2 separate regions of the Rattus norvegicus genome follow, and region 1 is linked to region 2. A link is a contact called in public Hi-C data. All regions are on one chromosome and are shown on one strand. Each heading gives the region's core, a stretch centred on a gene start, on an enhancer-like site or on the middle of the called end of the contact. The rest is flanking DNA. Distances are from core to core; before and after follow the strand shown. Region 1 holds the start of Sult6b2 (sulfotransferase family 6B, member 2). Region 2 has its middle 16 kb from the start of Cmas.

What was found. A called contact is a pair of places that touch in the nucleus more often than the background predicts.
Region 1: a Hi-C map of liver shows a contact between it and region 2, with 2.5 times the contacts expected there. The contact joins the promoter of Sult6b2 here to the enhancer-like site in region 2. A contact is called at or near these places in 3 of 12 Hi-C or Micro-C datasets (the A7r5 cell line, kidney and liver).

Annotation. Positions count from the first base shown.
Region 1 is chr4:177,491,065-177,498,373 of GRCr8, reverse strand. It overlaps Sult6b2 (sulfotransferase family 6B, member 2), which reads left to right and starts at 2,997. Exons shown (of 6, transcript XM_575715.8): 1 at 2,997-3,181; 2 at 5,170-5,354. The coding sequence starts at 3,037.
Region 2 is chr4:177,430,473-177,437,241 of GRCr8, reverse strand. No RefSeq gene overlaps it. Among named protein-coding and RNA genes, the nearest start is that of Cmas, 16 kb to the left of the region's middle. Within about 2 kb of position 4,256, at least 35 of the 93 cell types and tissues checked have an H3K27ac peak or open chromatin away from gene starts, as enhancers often do. A contact at or near this core is called in kidney and liver, where this site is marked.

The DNA of each region.
Region 1 (7,309 bases), core at 1,748-4,247, 62 kb before region 2:
GACTCTGAACTTAGCATGTAGCTAAAAATGACTCGGAAGGTACTGAACTGAGGAAGGTAACCCAGGCTCAGAAAGACAAACATTGCATTTCCTCTCTTATCTGTGCTGTCCAACTCTGAGTCTTCAGGTATGAGTCACTGTGGTAACCAGGAATGAGGGGCCAGAATTTGGGGTGCAGGGGTAGCTCAGAGAGGAGAATAATAGGACACAGTGATAAGAAGAGAGAAATGGGAAAATAAAGAAGGGGCTTATTATTTGGGGAGGTGGAAGGAAGAACCATATAGAAGAAGAGTTAAGAGGGATAAATTACACTAATCGTGCTTCAAAAAGGCACGGGGAGTCCTAACATAACATAGATATACACATTATATAACTTTTTTTTTTGTTCTTTTTTTCGGAGCTGGGGACCGAACCCAGGGCCTTGCGCTTCCTAGGCAAGCGCTCTACCACTGAGCTAAATCCCCAACCCCCACATTATATAACTTAAATGAAATTATTTCACTTGGGGTGACGAAAAGCTATGGGTTATCTAATAAAAACCCCAATCCCAGGCGTAAGAAACCTCCTTTCAAATTGTTGAACAGGAATGCCCAAGAGACTTGCCAAATGCTGCTGCCATTTCCCCGGTTTGTCTCCCAGAAGTGGAAGGGAAGACCCTACTGCTGAAGACTCCATGTACTTTGGACATAGGACTCCGGATTTTCACTGGAACTGATGGGAAAGCCTCCTCCCCAGGGCTAGCTTTCAGGGTTCTGGACACTGATATGCAAACTGCCAAGGGAGGGAAATAATCAATAGGTCCCACCCAGCTGTAATGAGAGGAAGCACAATGACCAGCTGGCAAGATAGCCCTAAGGTTCCAAGGGCAGCGCTTATCCCTGGATGGCAACCGAGAGCTGTCTAGTTGGACTCAAAGCCCATTCGACAGGAGGGAACTCATTGATACTGGAGCTTTAGCCAACTACCCAGGACCAGTGAGGTCATGGACCTTAATGGAGACTCTCCACCCACTGCTGTACTAGACCAACACGATTCCTATCTGCATCCTCACCACTTACACAAGTGAGTGTAGCTCTCACCCCTCGTCAAAGAGACCGTTGCAGAAAATCACCATTGGTCAAAATAGGGAGAACATTGGACCACAGGGTGCTTAGCGGCAGCAAGTACGTCTACAGCATAACCCAAGGCTCAGAGGCCATCAAGAAAGAGAGAACAGAAGGTTGTATGATCGGACCGGGAGGTCTGAGGTGAAACTGTTCTTTCCAGCCATGCTAGGGAAACTGTACACATGCAGCCGCAACAATATGGCTACCTGAACAATTCCACGTCAGTTTGCCATCCCAGTGCAGATGACAGAAATCTCACAGGCCCTGCCCCTAGAGGAAGAACTCTGAGGAGAAGTTAGTTTTGCCCAGGGATGAGCCCTGAGGGTTGGTTCTCTAGTACGGAGTAATTAGTCCTAGAAACATGAAACATCTAGGTGCAAACAGCACTGACCGTACGTCAGGCTGCACTGAATGCCGACTGCACATTCATTCATTTACACTTCTATGTGTATACAGCAACACGGTTGTATATGTTACGACAAAGTTAAGGAAGAGGAGGGTGTGAATTTGGGAGGGGAGGACCTGAGAGGGGTAGTGGGGAGGAGAGAGGAGGGCAGAAATGATGTGAGATAATTGTATTTTAATTAAGCAAAAATAAATATTTTTAAAGGGAGCCAATTGGGAGGTGATGCAAAAATTAACTATTAAAAGGTTAATCCCGGGTTGGGGATTTAGCTCAGTGGTAGAGCGCTTGCCTAGCAAGCGCAAGGCCCTGGGTTCGGTCCCCAGCTCCAAAAAAAAAAAGAAAAAAGAAAAAAAAAAAGGTTAATCCCGCCAATGATTTTATTTTTAAAAAGGACCTTGAATTTCCAGTCCTCCAGCCTCCACCTGCCGGGTGCTAGGATTGCAGGCCTGTAGCACCGTACGTTGTGTCTGTGTCCCTGGGTATCCATTCCTGGCTTCCTGTGTGCCCAGCAACTGTACCACGTGACCAGCCCACGGAAAGCTCTGCTTCCTCTTGCCTCGGCCCAGAACACAGGAAGCCGGGTCATCCCGAGTGCTGATCTTGCCACCCAGCGGCAGCTTCCCCTCCACATGCTTGTTCTCTCAGTGGGTTCTTTCTTATCCCCTGTGTGTGGATTCATCTCCAGTGTACGTGATCACTTGTTTCTGTTACGGCCACGGGCGTCTTTCTTCTTCCAATGCCTTCCAATGTTCCTTCCACTGTCAGACAAGCCAAATTCTCAACTGAGGCTCGTTGAAAATAACTAGGCATTTCCTCCCCACACCTGATTGAACCTGGAATGTTGTCATGTTATCAACCAAGACTAAAACGGAGTGTGATAAGAGGTAGCTTCCCTCTCTACAGCCTCCTGGCGGCATGTGTTCTCAACAAGTCCATTTCTAGTGTGTGGTATTACGACTCTCATTGTATTTCTTCTAAACTATAGCTCATAAAGATTGTTGCAAGAGTATTTCCCAATTCCTGGAAATTTTCGTGTTTCCTTGTCTCTGTCTCCTTTCCCGTCAAACTCTAAGTACTGGCTTCTTCCTATACCGTGTTAATGAGTAGAAACCCAATTTTCCTAATGACTTTCAGTGATATAATTCATTATGGTGACTAAAGCCTTTGCCTATTTAGGACAAAGATTTGATTAGTGGTCCTATCATAACACAGTGATTACTCTTGGTGGCCTGGTAGTGATCTATGCAAATGATCCTGAACTGGGTTGGAAGGACACATTCTGTAACCCGCCTTATCAGGAAAATTCAGATAACATGACTTTTATCATAGACATTGGCTCGCTGGTGGTTTAAAAATTATTCTTGTACAGAATTGCAAAAGGTATATATAGACACATGGAATGTCAGCTTAGAGATACCAAGATCCCTCTGCCACTCTGCTGGGGTTGTGACCAAGGGCCAGGTTTGCCTGTGGCTTGTGGAGGGGCGGTGCTGAGCATACAGCCTCTAACAGGGTCAGTGGAAGATGTCATCCGAGAGTCAGCCAAGTCTCCTTCATAAGTACAGGGGTGTCATCTTCTCTGTCATGTCTTCAGAAGAACTCCTTGGTTCCTTGGACTCCTTTGATGCGAGAGAAGATGACATATTTCTGGTTTCCTACCCCAAATCCGGTGAGTTTACTCCCTGAAGTGCACTAAAAGATACAGAGTAACAAATGCAACGGTAAGAGGTGGAAACATTGTTTCCGTTCATTTGGCAGACTGTTTATTCCAAAGGCGGGGAAATGGTCTTCAAGGATTTAGATTTCCTTAAAGACTCAGGTGAAGTAGTTGGAGCTGTGCGGAAGCTTTCCATTTGATTTATGAAGGTGCATAAATCATATGCAGTAAGCAAAATTGGCTCTGTGAGAGATTCCCACTCTCTCCTGCCCATGACTAAACAGCCTTTGCTCGCTCCTACTTAATTGTCGATACCTTTGTTCACCTGCTCTAATGAGAGCTCTAAATACTTTCCCTGCTACACTTTTACTTCAGAATGGATGTCAGTGGGTATAAGCAAGGCCAGGCTGCACTTCTGGGAGTTGGTTCTATGCTGACTTCCTTTTGTTATGTAACGTCCGGTTGCCTGCCTCTGTTTCCAGAATAGTGGCCACATAGAGATGGTGACTACAGGGAAGGAGTTCAACAAGGAGTAGCCAAGCTGCCATTTGTTTAGTCACTTATGAACTGTAGTTCCCCGTCAGACAGGTCATCAGTGTGGGAAGAAGCAAAGTGCACAGGGGTCAGAGGCTTTTTGAGAACACGCACACACACACACACACACACACACACACACACACACACACACAATTCTTAATTCCAGTTCCAGAGAATCTGAAGCCTTTTTCTGCAGATATCACGTACTCACAAGATACACACATGCCTGCAGGAGAAACACTCACACTAATAAATAAATCTTTAAAAAAAAGAAAAAAAAACCCAGACCTTTGTAAAGGATACTTAATGTAAAACTTACAGAGCAAGTCAGATCACTGTAGACAGTATTTATTTATCCAGTCAGTGTCACTGAAATCACAGTGAAATAGTGGGCACTAGCCTGGTTTAACCTCCTCGGGGATGTAGTCTTCAAATGAGCAAAATGTCCCCACTCCCTCCTGCAAGCTTTAGTTTCTCTGCTGCAAAATTGGGGTGCAGCCATCGTTTGCTTCAGCAAAGTGTGGGGTTGAATTCTTGGCTGGGTGACGGCAGTGGGATGTTCAGGGAAGAGCTCTTGTGTAGCATGAACACAGCACATGGTTCAGACCCCTGTATCATCCCTGTGTAACATCTCCCCCACCATCAACAAACACGAGAACAACTGGGCAGGCACATGGGTAAAGCCCTTCCTGTGTTAGCCTGGGCCATGTGAATTTGATCTGGTGAGCATGGATACAGGGGGAAGCCATGACCGATTCTACAAAGCTGTCCTCTGACATTCACGTGCCCTCTGTGGCATCCCCTACCCCCATTGTGTACAAATACAATAATAACAAATACAATTCAAAACACCCCCATCCCCACCCCACACCCACCCACAAAAACCAGAACCTAAACAGAATTCTGTGCCGTTTTTCAAATTCCACGGTTTCCACCTTTTATCTGAGTATGACAAACATTTATGATTTAAATGCTTGGTTAGCACAGATACCATCCCATGCATACAGAGGATCTGTGTCTCTCTTCAGGTGCCATTATAACTGTGTTCTGGTGTGTGTTCTAACAGAGGAAGGGCCTGGGTACCATGGGGAGGCAGAAAGGAGAGTAATGTGAGGGGCAGGTCGAGAGGCTTGAAGATGGCCTATAAAAAGAGAAGCGCTCATGGTCCGTGGGAACCACATTAGGGAAGATGCATGTGAGCTGGTGATTGGAAGTTTCTAGAAGTGAGTGGTAACAATTACTTTAAAGGAAGGGCTCAGCAAACGTCCTGTGCAAACCTTTGCACTCCTGTAACCGGAGTCTACTCCACAAACCCAGTTAGCATTTCACCAGCTTCCAGGGGTGTCAGCATCAGAACCACTGAGAGCAGTCAGGCTTGCGGTGTTCACATAACGTGCATTTGCGCCCCGTGCTCAGGTGCAACGTGGAATTACAAGTGCGTTCCAACCTCTGTTTGCTTGCAGGCACCCACTGGCTGGCAGAAGTCATTGAGCGCATTCCCAACGCCGGCATCACGCTCACATCTCCTGTTGAACTGGGAGACATTTCTAAATTTGAAGAGCTAAGAATGGTTCCTAAGAGAAGAGTTATCCCGACCCATCTGAACTATGAAATGCTTCCGGTGACTGTGAAACAGAAGCAGTGCAAGGTGGGTGCTGTGCCCAGGGGCAACCTGGGAATGCTCAGTTCTGCTTAGGGGCAGCCTCCGGGTTGCTCAGTGCTGCTGCCCAGGGGCAGCCTCAGAAATGCTCAGTTCTTTTCCCCCAAGGATTCATTTCCTTTTCATTTGATGTGTAAGCGTGAGTGAGTGCCTTCGGGTGTGTATGTGCACTATGTGCATGCAGTGGCTTTGGGCTCCCAAAGGAAGCAAAAGTTCTCCTATAATTGGAGTTACCAGTGTTGTGAGCCACCACGTAGGTGCTGGGAACTGAACCCGGGACTCTGCGAGAGCAGCCAGTGCTCCTAATCACTGAGCAGTCTCTCTAGCCCTGGGGCTCTGTGTTCTTGCCCTGTCATGGGGCTCCGCGGTAGTAAAGTAAGTGCTGTTTGTATTTATTTTACCTTTTCTGGGAAAAAAGTTATTATAGGAAGAAATGCTACAGGACGGTTTCCTTGATCCATTATTAACTCACGGCCTAGAATTTTTAAAAGCTAATTATAATTTGAAGGACATTTTCCATTTTCACAGCTTTATTTTCCTCCTTTACATTTTCACAGGGAGATTTTTAAATGATAAAGGGATAGGAAACCATGCTTTTAGTTCATGTGTAACAAATATTCTCAGTGTGATTGAAACGTATCTGTACAGGAAAAACAATACCAGGAGCAAATAACTCAGCAAGCAAAGTGAATTTCTAGCATATGGCATTAGCAGTCGATGTAATCTTTTTAGGAATGTGCGGATAAGGATTCAGCTCCTGGATTAAATACAGAGAGAGGGAGAGAGACATGGAAGGACACTGGAGATGGGAGAGTAAGGAGGAGGATGAGGGGAGGGGAGAAAGAGGAAGAGGGAGGGGGAAGAGAGAAAGAGAGGGGCAGAGAGAGGGAGAGAGGGAGGGAAGAAGAGATAGGGAGAGAGAGAGGGGCACAGAGAGAGACAGAAACAGAGAGACAGAGAGGGAGTTAGAGAGAAAGTGAGGGAAGAGGGAGGGAAGGAAGAGGGAGGGAGGGAGAGAGGGGGAGAGAGGGGGAAGGAGAGAAGGAGGGAGGGAGGGAGGGAGAAAGAGAGGAGAAGGAAATGAAGGAAGAGGAGGAGGAGAGGGGGAGGGAGATGGAGGTGGGGATCTAATTCCAGTAACTAATGACATTCTCAAGCAATCATTACCAGCCAGGCAGTTTGGTATTTGTCCCACACACATGACACATGTGGGTGACAGGCCACTTGAGCAAGGACCTGAGTCCGAGACAGGTTCTTCTTTACCTCTACACTGAATGTGCAGCTTTAAGGTGCACCCTTTCTCAATAGACCTGATGGGAAGGAACCAAGCCTCTTCCCTTCTCCTCCAGAAGATAGGGATGACATTAAATGACTCAGCAAATACTTTCTTATCTAAGTCAATTGCAGGTCCCCTGGTTGTCCATTGAAACATAAATCGAACACCTTGTTCCTATCAGCTCATGACGCAATGCTGCATATAATTAAAAATGTAGGCCCTCCATGGATATGGTTATTGGTTAGTCCTGAGGGCCTGAGAGTCAGTCAACTTTTCCTACTTCCCTATCCCTGTAAGGCTGATCAGACCAGAGAGTTAGTCCCTCTAACTGCCCCCCCAAACCTCTCAGCTTCACTTAGCCTTTTTTGTTGTTGTTGTTGTTTGTTTGTTTCTCATTTTAAAAATAAACTTTCGAACTGGAGAGATGGTTCAGTGGTTAAGAGCACCGACTGCTCTTCCTGAGGTCCTGAGTTCAAATCCCAGGAACCACATGGTGGCTCATAACCATCTATAATGGGATCTGATGCCCTCTTCTGGTGTGTCTGAAGACAGCTACAGTGTATTCATATAAAATAAATCTATATATTTTTTAAAAAGGTGGTACAAATCCAGATATTAAAAAAATACTTTCCTGGGTGTCTTTGCACCTCATGTGTAGCTGTTGTGT
Region 2 (6,769 bases), core at 3,007-5,506:
CAATTCTAATACCTTTCAGGAACAGCACTGCAGAACGTAAGCCAATAAACATGTCCCAGATGTCTATGCACCCTTACCCCCTGTCAAGGAACACAGGAAAAGAACCACCCAAGTTCCACCCGTCGTCAGCCGGGCAGCACACTCCTGCTAGTTCACACTTAATCTTCAGACCAGGATAACCACGAAGCCACGGCTCTACCTAGGCATCGAGGGCACGACATGTGCAAATAAATCAGGAGACCTGCGTCCATCCTGGGAAGGATTTGGGGGTTTACTCTTCCTCCATCTCGAAACTTAAACAGGAGGAGGAATAGTTGACTTGGTACTAATAAAGTCAAAATGCCTTGATTATGTCACAAAGATAGAAGGCCCGCACCAGTCCAGGCTGTTTTTCTATAACTGCTCACCTGTCTTAGCTAGTGTTTATCCCTATCTTCCTATATCACTCAGTTTATAGTTTTGGGTTTTGTTTTTCTCTACCGGGTACCTCAGTATAGCTGGTAGGATGACCCAAGTACTGACTCCTGTAGGATTTGTCTGAATGGACAACTTGTGTTTTTCCCCCACTGACCTTAACATCGAGGCACTGAAATGTTCCCACAGATTTAGAGAGGCTCTGATTTCACTGTGCAGTAGTTGCTCAGTTTCCCGTCGGGAGTCAGGACCAGCCACAAAAGCTGGCACCATACTTCAGTCTTTGCCTGTTAATTCAGAGGCCCGAGGAGGGCAGAGTGGTGAGGTGACAATCAGTGGCCGCCATCATTGTGCCTTTGGCTTGAGAGCATTCCTTCCTCTGTAACTGTGACCTTGTATGCCATGGGAACAAGAGGGAGAAAATACATTGGAGAGTCAAAGGCCTAAGACTGAAAGGCACCACTTCTATTTCCGCTTCTTGTTTACTGGGTCAGTGAATTTGGTGTCATGTACTAGCTACCGATTCAAAGTGTGTACAGCCTTTGTGGGCTCACCCCAGTCAGACAAGATATTGCACCTGGCTAATGTTGCAATGGTCTCCAGAAGGCCACTGCACAGGTCCACCACTCCGTCCGCTTCAGAATGTTAACGAGGCAGGTGAATTCTAGGAACGCGGACCTTTCGCTACACTCCCTTTTGCTGTGAAGTGAGTTTGTTGACCATAGATAATGCTTTGTGGGACATCTTGATGGTGCACACGGCACTTTGCAGGTCTGTTGCAGGAGTCTCTGGAATGAGCATCCCAACACCAATGAATGTAGAAGACAGGAGATGTATGTACTGGTAGACTGAAGCCAAGATAGTTCTGGGCCCACTTGCCATTCAGTTTATTCTCTGAAACCACGAAGTGGGTTGGGCAAGCAAGCAAGATTTTACTGACATGTACGCAGCAGTCAGAGGGTTAAGACCAACAGCCCGTCATCTCAGCTGTTCCTCCTGGTCTTTCTGTTCTAGGTAGCGAATGACATCAAGCCTGGCAAATAGGAACTACAAGCAGTGCTTTCCCTAAACTACTAGATAAACCAATAAATCACCACCTAATAATCGGTCATTGCTTTCTTATTCTACTCCAGGAATAATACGGCATCAAAGTTTGGTGTTAGGGTAGGCACTTGGTGATGGCTGGATGGATGGATGGTGAGTAAGCCCATGTCACTAAGGCATGAGTAACCTCCATTGCTGGCACCGTGGTCCTTTGTCTACGAGCCTGTTTGGCAATGACAAGGCTGGCTGAGGAAAGAACCCGCTGGTGTCTGCAGAGTGGGTTGACTTATGGTCTCCATTCCCTTTTAAAATGCTCATTCTGGGAAGTCAATCTGCATATCTCCGTGATTAATTTCCTCTCTCCCTGCCCCCGCTGCCCCTTTAAGACAAGCTCTCATCTGCCCCACTCTGGCCTCACACCAGCCAGGAAACTGACGACCCTGAGTTTCTGATCCTCCGACCTCCACCTGCCAAGTGCTGAAATTACCACTGGATACCACCAGATGTGACATTCCCAGTTATGTGCTTTCCAAGTTCACAGTCACACAGCCAAACCACTGAGTACAGTCTATGAACTGCTACATCACCTCATGTGTTCTGTAGCTGTCCATTTTTAGACGGTGCCTGCATAGCATGAAGAACCATCTGTAAGCCGGGCGCCAGTCTTCTCAGGCTCCGTCAGCTTCTCTTAGGGAATTCTCCATGAAGACTTAAGAACTGGTTGAGAGACAGAGGAAGGGCAGCAGGGGTGGGGACCATGGGCATTTGGAAACTTTATTTTGTAAGTTACATGTCATATATATATATATATATATATATATATATATGTGTGTGTGTGTGTGTGTGTGTGTGTATGTGTGTGTGTACTTATATACATATACATATGTCTACATATGTATATGTATATACATAAATTGTATGTGTATATGATGTACATGCATGTATCATAGAGTCTTCCCATTAGTGATAGAGTACAGCTGTACACACTCAGCTTTATGGTCCCGTGTTTTAACACAACAATCACTTCCTATGCGTGGTGCAACTCACATGGTAACTTGGTGCCCTCTACGAAGGCTCAGTAATGGAAAAAGAGATTTCTCTTTTCTCTCAGATGATGTTAGGGCCTTGCTCTAAAAGTCCCACACTGTGAGTTCACCGTTAGGGCTTTCCAAAGGCCCTGGGCAGCAATGGCTACTGCTACTTTAAACATAGCTGCATGCGTTGGGTTACACATCCAGTTGGCATGGAAGCTTACGTTGAGCCTCTTTCTCTTGTTCTGGGTCCCACTCAGAGATAGCTGCCTTTCTGGTTGCCCAGTAATGCTCTCCAGTGAAGATTATGCTGACTTCAAACCCAGAGTGCTTGCCTCTGTGCTCTTGCTTGAGAGGCTGTGGATGTAACAGCTGACGCTTAACCTAAAAGCAGATGCCTTGAAATGTGTTCCACCACTGGCCCCTAACAAGCTTTGCATAGGGAAAAGGTCCCAGAGTTTAACATTCATGTGGTGTGCATGCGCGCGCGCGCGCGCGCGCGCGCGTGTGTGTGTGTGTGTGTGTGTGTGTGTGTGTGTGGTGAGTGTGAATGTCAGAGGACATTGTGTGGGAGGTGGCTTACTCCTTCCACCGTGTGAAGCCTTTGTGTCAACTCAGGTTGGCAAGGTTGGTGGCAGGTACCATTACTGCTGAGCCACCCTCTTGCTTATCAGTGATGTCTTCTGAAAGGAAAGAGTAATCCGGATCCTTGCATGGGATGTAAGATTAAGTGCTAGCATTGGTCAGAGACAGGGCAGTGAAGGTGTATTGTTAGCCGTACCTGCTGGAAGCAAGTCCATTCTGGTGAGTCTTCTGGTAAAATATAGAGGGAAAAAAAAGAACTAATCACTTACTAGACCCACAACTGCATCTGAGTTTCCAAGGTACACGTGGGTCTTCCTGACAATGAAAATCATATCTGGTGCAGCTGCTGTAACTGGAGGTACAGCCTGGCCAAGCTCCCAGTATCCCACCATCTTTCTCCATGACCCATTTGTTTTCTACACAGGCAAAATGGAGCTGACCAGGGTTGTGGTGGAAACCACCCTTAAGAGCACTGGAGTTGGCAAAGGACACACCAAGACCAACTTCTCAGCATGAAGGAGATTCACTTGTCCCGGAGGGTCAAAGGGCAGGGAATAAGAGACAAAGACAGGAGATGGAGGACAAGAGAGAAGGGGAAAGGAACAAAGGAGAGAGAGAAGGAATATTTGCCCTGGAGAGACAAAGGACTGCCTCTGGGTAGAGAGGAGTCAGGCAGGACCCATGAGCAAATGGTAGTTTATCAAGGGAAAGGGGGACCCAGTGTTAGGATGAGTTGTTTTATTTTGATTGGGCATTTTTTAAAAAGATTTTTTAAAAAAGATTTATTTATTTGTTTATTTATAAGTACACTGTAGCTGACACACCAGAAGAGGGCATCGGATCCCATTACAGATGGTCGTGAGCCACTGTGTGGTTGCTGGGATTTGAACTCAGGACCTCTGGAAGAGCAGTCAGTGCTCTTAACTGCTGAGCCATCTCTCCAGTCCTCGATGGGGCATGTTAATTGGGTGAGCCAGAAGGGGGCTTTTGGTTGCTGGACTTCAATACTTTGTAGTTGGACTTTGGTTGCCTCAGGAGGAGGAAGTGGCCAAACAAGGGACTAGACCATCTAATGGTTTAGCTGGGAGGAGAGAGAAAGGCAGAACCTGTTGGAGGGTGCTAAGCTTGTGTGCTCTGGTCTGCCAGAGCCCTTTGACCTGTCTTCAATGCTCTCTGGTTTCAGCATTACACTAACCTTGGCGTTTCTCCAGGAACGCAGCATTGACTCAGATCACCATTGCTCTTAAATGGAAGGGACCCCGACAGGCACATTTGGCTTTCCCCACCATCTTAGTTTGAGCGCCACGGATCAAGGAAGGCTTGTTGACATTACACCTTAACTGCCAACTGTGCTTAACCCGATTATATGTTCTGGAACTGTGAAAATCACACAGGGGCGATCAGTGATATGGACATAGAGTGGTCCCTGACCCCATAAGCCTCTACTCTAAAAAGTCTCAGTAGCACTATGGTCACCCGCATCCACTGTCATTTCATAGACAGCTTCTGGAAGTCTCCCAACGTTCTGAGCAACTGATTTTTGCCTTGTGTAAAGATATCCTGGTTAAAGGCTAGAGATCTCTTTAGGGAGAGGCTGGGAGAAATATTAACCATATGAAATGTTTGACTGAGAACAAAGGTTTTCTCTCTCATTCCAAAGCGTTTGATTCTGTAAACTGACCCAAATATAGGGATTGGACAAAAGGCTGTAACTTTTTTTTTTAAATGATTCGAATTCGAGTTTCATTGGCTGGACACAGAAGTTTCTCTTGTCACATATGGGTGAGAATTGAACCTGACTTGTCTATCTCACTCCTAGACTCACTATGATTAATGAGCCAAGGCCTTAACTCTGCAGAATCAATGCCTCTGGTATCTGTTCTGGCTGCACATCTTGTTGTCTTGGTGACTAAGGACCCATTCCTCTCATTACACTCAGTCTTCCCCCTTTCATGGCTGCATCCCCCAACATTTGGTCTAGCCGATGAAGTGAGCCCTTCAGAGTTCTTCAAGGATGCTGTGGTTCCCACCGAAAATCTACTTCGTACGCTACCTAGAAAAAGTATGTCTTTCGGACCCTCCTTACGTGGGCAAGTGTGCCATAAGTGACAAATGTACTCATGCGTCACTCCAGCCTCTCCGAGCCTTTGGATCCCTTCTTTACAAGAAATCAAAGCACGTTTAGTTCTTCAAATCCGCCCACAACCTCGACATGAACAGATGAAGGATGCCTCTTGTCCACAGAAACAAACACTTCCCCCACCCCCGACACAATGCATTGTTCTCAGTCACTGAAGTAGAACAGGAGGGGCCTAGTGTCCTGTGGTAACGTGACGCTGCTCAGATGGGAAAGTTTTAAAAATATTTTGTTAAGTTATGTGTGCACGAAGGCAGGCGCGGGCCCGCAGAGGGCAGGAGGAGGCATCCAATCTCTTCAAGCTGGTAGCTGTGAGCCGCTCACCATGGGTGCTGGGGACAGAACACGGGTTGCTCTTCAAGAGCAGCTAGAGCTCTCCACTGCTGAGCCGTCCATCACTCCAGCCCCTGCATGAAATAAGTCTCAACACACAGAAAGGGCCTTGGTCCTCAGTTGCCTTTCACCTCGGCTGCACAAAGAGTTTGTGTTGAAGCTAGACATGGCTTCAAACCCCATTCCGAGGTTCTCCTAGCTGACTAACTCAAGATGTCAAAGTTATCAAGGCTTAATGGAAGCCACAAGTGGCCAGCAGATAGGGTGCACTCAGAGTGTGTCAACCGAGGAGGAGCTTTTCTGGCTACTGTCACTGTGAATGTCATTGCTGTGCCTGCTGTGCACGGTTGGGGACTGCAGTGGTAAACTCAGCAGAATGAAAGTATATCTGGTACTTTGGGTCCCTCCTCGATGATGTGCACGGCCGGAAGGCTGCGAAATCCCACGCTGATGAAGGGAGACAGGACTGGAGGGAGGAGAGGAGTCTCCTTGGCTCTGCCCTCTTTCCCTTCAGGGCTGGCTAGAGTCAGCTCACAAGAGTTGACTGCTAAATTTCTCAGAATATTTTAAAGCCAAATTAAACATAACTCAGATAGATAACAAATCGTAAGAATTTATAATTAAATAAAGCTATGCTGGGAATTCATTATCAAAGTATGTTTTTATTTAGATCAGTTTTATTTTAGTTCTTTGTCAAGGGGATAAGGACTCCGCTCACCTTAGCTCAGAGAACTGCCCTTCAGCCCTCAGTGAACAGAAGATAGGAGTCTGAGCAGCAAGCACATCGCCTCAGAGCAGGGAACTTCTGCCTGATGCAGGCAGAGCCCCACAGCGCCCCACAGAGTCCCACACAACTCTCCTTACTGAACATTTTCCTGCATTACTTTTTGCCAAAGTTGGTGTATGTCAAACTGCTATTACGTCACTAGCATTTCATATCACATTTAGTCCTCTAACCTTATCAACTCGAACTGTTCCTCCACTGAGCACTCCGCACATGTGACCGACTCTAGCTATCAGGCTCATTTATTTAGGTGTCTTATTTCTGAGGCAGGGCCCCATGTAGCCCAGGCTGGTCTCAAACTTGCATGTTTATAGCCAAAGATGACTTCACTCCTGATCCCCCTGTATCTTTCTCCAAAATTCTGAGATTAAACCCAAGCAATGGCTTATAGGCATGTCACCACGGTGTCCAGGGTATGGGGTGGGGGCTTTGTGCATGCTA